Linked DNA regions of Arachis hypogaea: region 1 is linked to region 2. A link is a contact called in public Hi-C data. All regions are on one chromosome and are shown on one strand. Each heading gives the region's core, a stretch centred on a gene start, on an enhancer-like site or on the middle of the called end of the contact. The rest is flanking DNA. Distances are from core to core; before and after follow the strand shown.

Region 1 (5,645 bases), core at 2,130-4,629, 140 kb after region 2:
CATCCTTCTTACCAGCTTGTGTGTCTTTTTTTTCGTCTCCAACCTCTATCTTCCTCCAGATTTGCATCATCGTATCTCTGCCATTGAATATCTATTTGGTTTATCCCATACAAAAACGAAATGCAACCTAAGGTATCCTCTGCCAAAGACATAATTAATCTTTTCTTTTTGTACATATATATTTTAGGGAGCTAAAATATCTAATCAATATGAAGATACACACGTTATTTAATCGTTAAAATAAACATCTATCAATAAACACGTAAATCATTTGGTATAAGATTATGTTAGCTTAGTTAGATCTTCAATTCAATTATCCAATTAATTGTGTTAAAATTTCAAATGAAGAACTTTGTCATGCATCCAAATCATTATTCCTTCCCGATTTGAGGAGAATCACCCCCTACAGAAGATGAATACTAGTGATTTATGGTCAACAAAATTTAAATTCAACATCTCCAACGAAAGTATGGTTGTTTATTTTTTTTCTTAAGTTCTCGAGCTTTGAACATTTATTAACATATAACAATTTAATGGAATAGATGAGAAATAAAATCTTTCAATTCTGTCGTGGTATATGAATTCGTTTTTTGGTGCAACGTGACATGACATGAAAGAAGTGTCAATGAATTGATTGAGGAGAATTTGATGTGCACTACCCATCTTCTAAACGCTAAGTACAATTTGTAAATACCTTTCTCACTAGAAATCATTTGCAATTTGCAACTTGCAAAGTAGTGGAAGGTGGCCATCAACTATGCTTTCAAATCAAATACGTTGATATTGAGTTTGATTCTTAAATGCTATCACTGTCACACATCTAAGCCATTCATTTTATATCAGCAAGGGTTCTTAATAACCTCTAAAACTGATTCTTGTTACATAGCTTAATAACAAATATCAAACATCCCAACAAATTTCAAATCCTAACAAAATTTCATCTCTTAAATTTCAGATATTCAAACAGATTTAAGAAGATACACCATAAAAATACACATCTCAAAAACATACTAATCTTATCATGATATATAAAAAGAGGAGTGTTAAGGAAGTCAGCAGAATTTGTGATTTATAGCCATCAATTAGTGATCAATAATATGTTTAATGGTGTGAAATTACATCTAATGATGGAGAATTATTCATTTTTCTTTTGTTGAATAAGTGTTGGCTAAATTTTAATAAAAATGCTAGCCTCTAGACTTTCTCGTATAAAAATTTGTTGTGATTATTTGTGTGTACATGCAGATCGCACATATGCAAACTCTTAAAATATAAAAAATTTGTTATAATATATGCAAACTCTATAAATATAAAAAGTTTGTATACACTTTTCATAGCAAAATAATAAAACTTTCACAATAGAATACTTAAATTTTTTTCTGAACACTAAATATATATTATTCTACTATAGCTGTTTTTTGTTTCTGGTTTTACTACGTAGCGCACGCGCGCACACATATATAAATAATTTCCTAATATCTATAAAGGACGACCACTTTTTTTATCATATTTTACGTGCCAAACATATTTTAAATACGATATTCATTTGACATCCGTTCGATATGCATGTTTTTTGTGTCTAATCATATCTTAATAAAAAATAAAAAAATTTTTTAGACATGCTTAGATAAACCTAAATATCACTACATGTCTGGCCTTATTCTTAATATGTATTTTTGAAATGAATTTAAAAATTATATATATTATTAATTATTAAAACAAAATTATTTTAAATATTTTATATAATTAAAAAATATTAAAAATAATTAAATTTTAATTTATATTTTAATATCAATAAAATATTAAAATATTATTATAATTTATCTATAATATATATATATATATATATATATATATATATATATATATTTATCCTGTATTATGTTATATCCCGTATCCGTATGTGCATCATAGCCTAACATTGATGGAAATTTTTTGCTTTACTCTTAACTTCTTGTCAGTACTAAGTGAAGAAAGTTCCTAGCTAACGATGGAATCAAAAGAAATAAAAAAGTTTTTGATAAACATGGTTTAAATCAAGTTGGAGAAGCAAAGTACAAAGTCACAAAACTACAGCAGAAGAGGACGGTGTCACGATTTTAATAAAAATGAAGAGTTCTTCCTTCTTTTTATGTTGGTAAAATCGAGTACTTATTTTAAGAATTCAATATCAATAAACTAACTAGAGGGAATCATCATCTCCTGATAGACGACTAGCGTTTAGTTTCTTTTGCCCTATCTGTTTTTTGTTGCTTGTTTGTTGAACCCTCGTTGCCCCTTGTTCCCATATATATATATATATATATATATATATATATATATATATATATATATATATATATATATATATATATATATATATATATATATATATACAGTGGCGGATCCACGGGGGGACCTAAGGTGGCCATGGTCCCCCCCAAATTTTTTTAAAAAAAATAGTAAATAGTAATAATTAATAATATTAAATTTTTTTATATATAATATTAAAAAAAATATAACTTACAAAATTTTATAAATTAAAAAAACTAAAAAATGTATTAGATATTTGAATTATTGTTGCTCTTGTTAACAAATAGCCCATTCTAATAATTAATAAAAATGGTTCTATTATACTAGCCCAAGCCCATACTATTAATTAAAGTAACCCTAGTACATTTTTCAAATATTTGTTTCAAACTATCATAGGCATAGCGCCACTTTTCTCTCTCTTTTAGTGATTCCCAAACTTTTGGTCTTCTACTCTTCTCATTCTAATTTTCTTTCCATACCAAAACAAGACATATGAAGAAAAACCATTGAAGAGAAGTGAACAACAAAATATTAACCATTGAATGCACAACAAAGATTCAAAGAGGTATATTTCAATTTTTTTTAAGTTAATGACAATGTCAAGTATTATTTACATTATTTATTTAAAATAATTAATTTATTTTTTTTTATAATGGACAGTGTTCAAAGATTGAAGTGAAGACAAAACTCAATAGAATTATTTTTTTGTGAGACTTGGAACAAAAAATAATCAGGTAAATCAATAACTTTATTTTTGGTTATTATATATTTGTGTTTCTAAAATTATTTGTTATTGCTCAATAGGTTTAATATTTTTTTTAAGAAAATAATATATATGCAATTATTTTTGTTTTTTTTTTGTTAGATAGTTCAAGTTAAGTTAAAAATGTCAAAGATGAAAACAATTCACTCATTTTTCAAGAGAAAAGAGAGAATATATGATGAACAAAATTCAGCTTCAGATTCTTTGAGTAATGTTCAAAATATTATTGAACAACCTGTGACACAACTTGTTGAGCAAGATATTCAACCCCCTGCTTCCAAAATAGCAAGGACTGAAATAGATCAAGTTAATATTGATACATTGATGCGTGATCCCGGAAAGCGTCCGCAAATTTGGAATTATCCTATCAATCAACAAGATGAAATCCGTAGAGCATACATAAAGTTTGGACCATATCAATTTATTATGGATGAGTACCCTCTTTCTGGTCTAGAAAGTCATCCTCGTCGTTTCAAAGCTCATTGGTTTAAGAGTTTTTCTTGGCTAGAATATTCGCCAGAAGTGGATGCTGCATTTTGTCTTCCATGCTATTTATTTTCTAGAAAATCAAGTCCATTCACATCAGGAGGATTTCGCAATTGGAAAAAAGTGAATAATGGAAAGGATTGTGCATTTTTATCTCATGTGGGTAAATCTCTTAATTCTCCTCATAATATTGCTGTTAAGTCTTGTAAAGATTTGCTTAATCAATTATGTCACATTGACAAAGTATTGGCTAAGCAAAGCTCACAACAAGTTTTAAGCAATAGATTGCGTCTTAAAGCCTCTATTGATACTGTCAAATGGTTAACGTTTCAAGCTTGTGCTTTTAGGGGACATGACGAGAGTCATGAGTCTCAGAATCGAGGAAATTTTCTTGAAATGTTAAAATTATTAGCTTCTTACAATAAAGAAGTGGATGCAGTTGTTTTGGATAATGCTCCTCAAAATGCAATATACACATCACCTTCTATTCAAAAGGAAATTCTACATGTTTTTGCTAGAAAAGTGCAAAATGAAATTCGCAATGAGATTGGTAATGCAAAATTTTGTTTGATTGTTGATGAAGCTAGAGATGAATCTAGAAGAGAACAAATGGCACCTGTTGTTAGATTTGTTGATAAGCATGGATTTGTCAAAGAAAGGCTAATAGATGTTGTTCATGTCAAAGATACTACTTCTGCTACTCTAAAACAAGAGATTTGTTCTGCATTATCTCATCACAATCTCAACATTCAAAATGTTCGAGGTCAAGGGTATGACGGAGCTAGTAATATGCGTGGAGAGTGGAAAGGGTTACAAGCTTTAATTATTCAAGAATGTCCTTATGCATATTATGTTCATTGCTTTGCTCATCAATTACAGCTAGCTCTTGTTGCTGCGGCTAAAGAAGTTGTTGATGTTCATGCTTTTTTCCAAAGTTTGAGTAATATTATCAATGTTGTGTGCTCTTCTTGCAAACGCAATGATGAATTACGATCTGCTTATGCAACTGAAATTTCCCATTTAGTTGCAACTAAGCAAATTGAAACAGGAAGAGGAGCAAATCAAATTGGCACATTAAAAAGATCAGGAGATACCAGGTGGAGCTCTCACTTCAACTCAATTTGTAGCCTTTTACGTATGTTTGGAGCAACAACTTCAGTTCTGGAAGATTTGGCTACTAATGGATCTACATATTCTCAACGTGGTGATGCTACTTATGCTCTTAAATCTTTATTATCATTTGATTTTGTTTTCATTTTGCATATGATGAAAGAAATCATGGGAATCACTGATAAACTTTGTCAAGCATTGCAACAAAAATCTCAAGACATTTTGAATGCTATGCATCTGGTTTCTAGTACAAAGTCATTGATTCAACAGTTAAGAGATAGTAGTTGGGGAGCACTTTTGGAGAAAGTTAGTTCTTTCTGCAATGATCATGCTATTCAGATACCTGATATAGGTGCTTCTTTTAGTGACATAATTCGGTCTCGTCGTAAAAAGGATGTTGTCACTGTTGAACACCACTATCGTGTTGACATTTTTACTAGCGTGATAGATTTTCAATTGAAAGAGCTAAATAGTAGATTTAGTGAGCAAGCAACCGAGCTCCTCATACTGAGTACATCTCTAGATCCTAAAGATGCTTTCAAGTTATTCAGTGTTTGCAACATATGCAATCTTGTAAAGAATTTCTATTCTTTATATTTTTCTGAGCAAGAAAAGATTCAATTGGATTATGAGTTACAACATTATGAACTTGATGTGGTTAAAGCTCCAGATTTTCAGAATTTGTCTACTCTTGCTGAATTGTGTCAAAAATTGACAGAGACAGAAAAATCAAATATATATCCTTTAATTGATAGATTAATTCGTCTTGTTTTGACTCTTCCTGTGACAACAGCAACAACTGAACGGGCCTTTTCAGCTATTAAGATTATTAAAACAAGGCTTCGAAACAAGATGGAAGATGAATTTTTAGCAGATTGTATGATTGTATATATTGAAAAGGAAATTGCTTCAAAATTCACTTCAGAGATGATAATTGATGATTTTAGTTCCATGAAGCATCGTCGAGCAAGTTTAAAAATATCAAAATCTTAAA
Region 2 (5,217 bases), core at 43-2,542:
TTACCCTTTCCATCAATTCTAGCGATAGAGGGCAATATGGTCCGAACCGGGTGCCGGAAATTCCCACTCAAATGGCTCACAGTAACCCCAACCCCTTTAGCCCTATCAGTGTTGTTCCTAACACCCTGCGGCAGCAAGCACCTCACAACTTCTTGCGCCACCGAAACCGCCCTCGTCGTTATCAAAAACGAACCGTCTTTGTTCAAGTTCTTGAACCCAAAGTGGCACCGGAAATGGGTCGGATCGGAAACCTTGTGTGGTCTCAGATTCAAACCCTTCACGAACACAACAACGGTGTTGCTCTCTCTATCAAGGCTCGCCTCGTAAACCCCCTTTTCCCAAGACTGAACCACCGTTTGGTTCGTCGTGAAATACGAACTCCGTCGAATCAAGTTGCCCCCCCGCCGGCGCAAATCAACGGCGGTTCCGTTGGTCCGTGGAAAGGGACACCTGGCAATGGATCGGGATTCATCAAAGCGGTCGGTTGAGAGAACTGGTTGAACCTCAATAACAAGCGGTTCAGTTGAACCGGAGGAAGAAGAAGAAGAAGCGTTTGTGTAGTAATAATAGACACATTCAAGTTGGTGGGGGTTGATGTGGTGGTTGGTGAGTAGAAGGAGGAGGTAGTGGTTGGGGAATTGGATGCGGTGTTGGAGTGTGAAGGAAGGGGTGGAAGAAGTGAGAGGCGTTAAGGGGTCAAGAATGGAGTTGCTGGTGGCGGAGGAGTAGAGGAGAGAGAGCGCGAGGGGAGGGCGGAGGAGGGTGGCGGTGTTGAAGTTGAAGAAGAAGAGGAAGAAGCGGTGGTGTGAGGACATGAAGAGTATGAAGATTATGAAGGATGAGCAGAGGAAGAGTGATCTTGATGATGAGAGGCTCAACAAGATGTGCCTCCCTCGCTTCCTCTTTCTTCTTTGTTCTGCCGCCTCCATCTTCTTGGTGGAGAGAGAGAGAGAGAGAGAGAGAGAGAGAGAGAGAGAGAGAATAGAATTGGGAAGGTGAAAAAGAATGAAGGAATTATGGACAAGTGGAGTTCAGATTTGGTGTGTGGTTAATGCGTTAATGGGGGAAAGAAAAAGAAAAAGAAAAAGAAAAGGGAAAAAAAAAAGAAAGAAAGAAAGGAGGAATGGAGAAGGTTGTATCTGATAGCTATAGCTAGTTAGCTCTCTCTCTCTCTCTCTCTCTAATTCTCTCTGCAAAGCCATTACATCATATTAGCCAGTAGGATGTGGAATAATGTTAGAACATATGTGGGTTAAACTTGCCCTCAAAAGTGCAAAAAGAACACAACTTTAGATTCTGGCTGGACTCTGCTGGACAGGGGTAAGTTAAGGGGTAACATTTAGCTAGCGCTACTATGGTCATGGGCTCATGGCGCGTCAAGGTAAAAGCTACATCGGTGAAATAAGGACTAAGGAGTAAGGAGGATTCCAATAAGAGGGAAAAAAGATTTTTTTAAATAAAAATATTATTTGTATACTAAAATTAACCACAAAAATTAATCATTATGTATTTAAATGTAACTTATTTTAATATGTATTTTATATTTTAATTTGTATTTTATACTAATAATTAATTTTGATGATTGATTTTAATATACACATAACATAGTCATTTTTTTAATTACTTCTATTTAGAGTTATTCCTCAAAGTGGTCCTTAAAGTTAATAATTATCCAAAATTGTCTTCGAAGTTACACTCTAAGACTCATAGTAGTCTATAATTCTTGAGATACTTTTCGTCATGGAAAAGTTGAGCTGGATTGATTCCTGCCAAAACAACATCATTTTGTATTTATATAAAAAAAAATTCATTAGCCTTCGATCTCCCCCTCCCCCCTCCCCCTTCCCCAACCCATTTTCTCTTCATTTTGGACATATTGTCAAACCATACTCCAAGCGGCATTTTCACTAGATCTCTGTTTTGCCTCCCCTAAACTCTTCAATAAGATCTTTCACTGCTTCCCTTCCTGCTGCTACTTTGATATAATGGAGATCGACGGCATCAACACCAACAAGCTCTACAATGCCGTCCAACTCTACCTTAGATCCTCCATCTTCGTCATCGACAACTACCTCATCCACACATGAAACCTCAACTCCTCCACTTTCACCTTTGCCCTTGCCAACAATGACACCATGTTTGAAACCTTCAACAACAACATTGTCCTTTGGGACACGTTACCTAGAAACTTGTATCACAAAACCTTCTCCCTTATCTCATTGTCATCGTTGCGGAGTCCTTTGATCTTCATCATGAGCTTCTTAATTTGCCCCTTTCTCTCCACACTCGTTTGCAAGCTCATCCCTCTCCCTCTCCAAAGTCTCGATCCTCGACCGTTCATCGAAACCATTAGAAAAATTATCTTTCATTGTCGTTTCAACCATCTAGCTTTGTAGAAATAAAAAATCAAAAAAGGAAAAGAATAAAATCTGAATCAACAGCGCAAAACAGAACAAATTAAAAATACGAAGATTTTGGTTTTCAAATATTTTTTGTACAAGCAAACAGTAGAGTTGAGAATTATTGAAGATTTAGTAAAATCTTGGAGTGTGCGATACAAAGATATTGGAAAACAAATTTTCTAGAAAAATCCTTTAATTATATCACAAAACTTGTAGCGGCAGTAGTGGGAACTCAATTACTCTGTTTGGGTTGCTAAATTTCATGGATGGGTTGTGGTCTTGCTGTGGGAGTGAAAGGATCTTCGTTTTCACGACGAACCACATTGAGAAACTTGACCCTACTCTCTTGAAAAATGGCAGAATGGATGCATGTTTTTATGAATTTCTGTTCCTTTTCTGCTATCAAGATTCTTCTCAGGAACTACTTGGATTATGAGGAAAGTGATTTGGATAGCCATGTCTTTAACTCGAGATAGTTGTGGATATGGTCAGAATGAAAAGGGAAAGGGGTTGGGTAATGGAGCATCGAAGGCTAATATGTATTTTTTTTATAAATACAAAACGACATCGTTTTGGCAGGAATCAGTCTACCTCAGTTTTTTTATGACGAAAAGTGTCTTAGGGATTATTTTGAGTCTCGAAGTGTAATTTTGATGACAAATTTGAATAACTATCAATTTTAGGGACCACTTTGAGACTTGAGTGCAACTTTAGAGACTATTTTAAGGCTTAACTCCTTCTATATATGTAGATGTGTGAGTTTACTAACGTGTGAATTTATTAATTAATTTCTGGTAGTGTCTAACTTAATGTTTCAATTTGTAAGAATGTTATAATTAGTTAAGTTGCATATTTTTTTGTTGATATAGAATTTTTATTTAAATAAAAATATTTATTTATCATTTAAAATGTAAGCAAATTATGTATTTGTAAAGTTCTATGGATAATGTTTTTATATAAATAAATTAAATATTTTATTTATCATAATTTAAAAATTTATTTTTTTTGATATTTGATAACACTGTGTGTTATGTCTTTGATATTGGGATATATGTGTATTTTTTACTAATGTTGTGTTAATTTTTTAATGTGTATAATTAAATCGGACCATCCGATTTGATGGTGACTCATGTGCTAGAAATCGGACCGTGTGATTTCTAAGTATAAAAGTCAAACGATTCGATTACAATGTAGCCAATTCTTTTTTTTTTCAAATCTTAGAAGTCTAACTCAGAGGGTTCGAGTAGTAGTTTTTCAAATTTTTAAAAACAAAAGACTCAAAACCTTGGGTCTGACTAGTGCAAAATAAAAATTTTAAATTTGGGTTTATAAACAGGACAGTCCAATTTGTATGCATATATATACCTCATCACGAAGCTTTCACCATTGCTAATTTCTCTTTTTCATCCTCACAAGACATAATTTCTCCTCATCTATTCTTCTGTGCTGCTTCTATTGCAAATGAGTGAAAATAAGTTATAGTGAGTGAAGAAGTTAAAATGGATTATAAAGTTATATTGATAGTACATTATTATGGTAAGATTTTATTGCAAACACCTGATGGAGTAAGATTTATATGTGAAAATTTGTCTGATATTGTTGTTTCATTCACATTATTTTTTGAAGATCTAGAGAATGTGATTTGTGAAAAGATAAATCACTACAAGAAAAGTGCTGAGTACCATCGGAATTACTGTCAGATTTAGCGTTGACCTGTACCAACAGATTTAGCATCGGATTTTTTAATAGAAAGGAGGAGAAATTCATCGCCAAAAAAGATTACCGTCGGAACACCTTTTTTGTCGCTAAAGCCGACAGTCATTACAAGAAATGCTCTGAGTACATTTGGATTTACCATCATTCTAAAGTTGATGGTATAAACGGCGTCAAAAACTGTTTACCGACAGATTATTTTGTCCGACACTAATTATCGACAGATTTTTCATCGGTTTTTTCAATAAATTTGTTGAGAGTGAGTTGTTGATAACCATCGGATTATTCTGACGGTAACTTTGGGGCCATGTCACGTGTTTTGGTGCCAAGTTAGCGTCGGATTTTTCCACCAGTAAATCCTACGATAGTTTTTTTGGTATAGTTAAGCCACAATTAGTAGTCAAATTAAAACTCTTGTTAACAAAATTATGACAGAAATTTAAAATTACCAGAAATTAAAAAATTATTTTATTAAAAATAAATAGTCTGAATATAATAAAATATCATAAAAAGTAGAATACAATGAAGTAGACATGAAAAAAGTTAATTCCTAAATCCTACAGATCCCGGTAATCATCGATGTCATCGTCGTCTTCCCCCAGCTGACTAGCAGCACCACTGCCTCCAGCTCGTATCTACTCATTGTATATCTCCATTTGCTCTCGCAAATGATCTAGCTACTCTAGCTTCTCCATCAGGTTCGAGCTGATGGCAACGGCTCCTGCTCCTCCCATGCATACAAGAAGGTCGTTGTACCTTCGCTCAGATTTCTTTGCTTGTTGGTGAAGCTCTTGTATCAGCTTCTACACCTCCTCTCTCAAGTCCACAGCTTTCTAGGGATTGGCAGGGCTAATAGAAGAGGTAGAGGAAGCTGCCAATGCAGAGGAATGGAGGCCAATGGCGAAGAACGATCCTAACCTGAAGCGGCGATTCTTTTGGGGTTCAGAGGTGGTCTCACGCCAAACCCTATTAGGATCTACCACTGAGATCTCGGAGTCAGCTTCGTCGTTCCCACTAGCCGGCTGAGATTGCTAGGTTGCAACTTTCAATCTCTGCGTGTAATCCTCCTGTGTCACACACGTTGTGATTAGGATAACAGTTA

The links. A called contact is a pair of places that touch in the nucleus more often than the background predicts.
Region 1: a Hi-C map of an unstated tissue shows a contact between it and region 2, with 4 times the contacts expected there. The contact joins the promoter of LOC112803341 here to the promoter of LOC112801012 in region 2. A contact is called at or near these places in 2 of 8 Hi-C or Micro-C datasets (leaf and an unstated tissue).

Annotation. Positions count from the first base shown.
Region 1 is chr5:26,475,768-26,481,412 of arahy.Tifrunner.gnm2.J5K5, forward strand. It overlaps LOC112803341, which reads left to right and starts at 3,380. Exons shown (of 2, transcript XM_072238042.1): 1 at 3,380-5,203. The coding sequence starts at 3,380.
Region 2 is chr5:26,337,418-26,342,634 of arahy.Tifrunner.gnm2.J5K5, forward strand. It overlaps LOC112801012 (glycosyltransferase family 92 protein RCOM_0530710), which reads right to left and starts at 1,293. Exons shown (of 1, transcript XM_025843507.3): 1 at 1-1,293. The coding sequence starts at 929.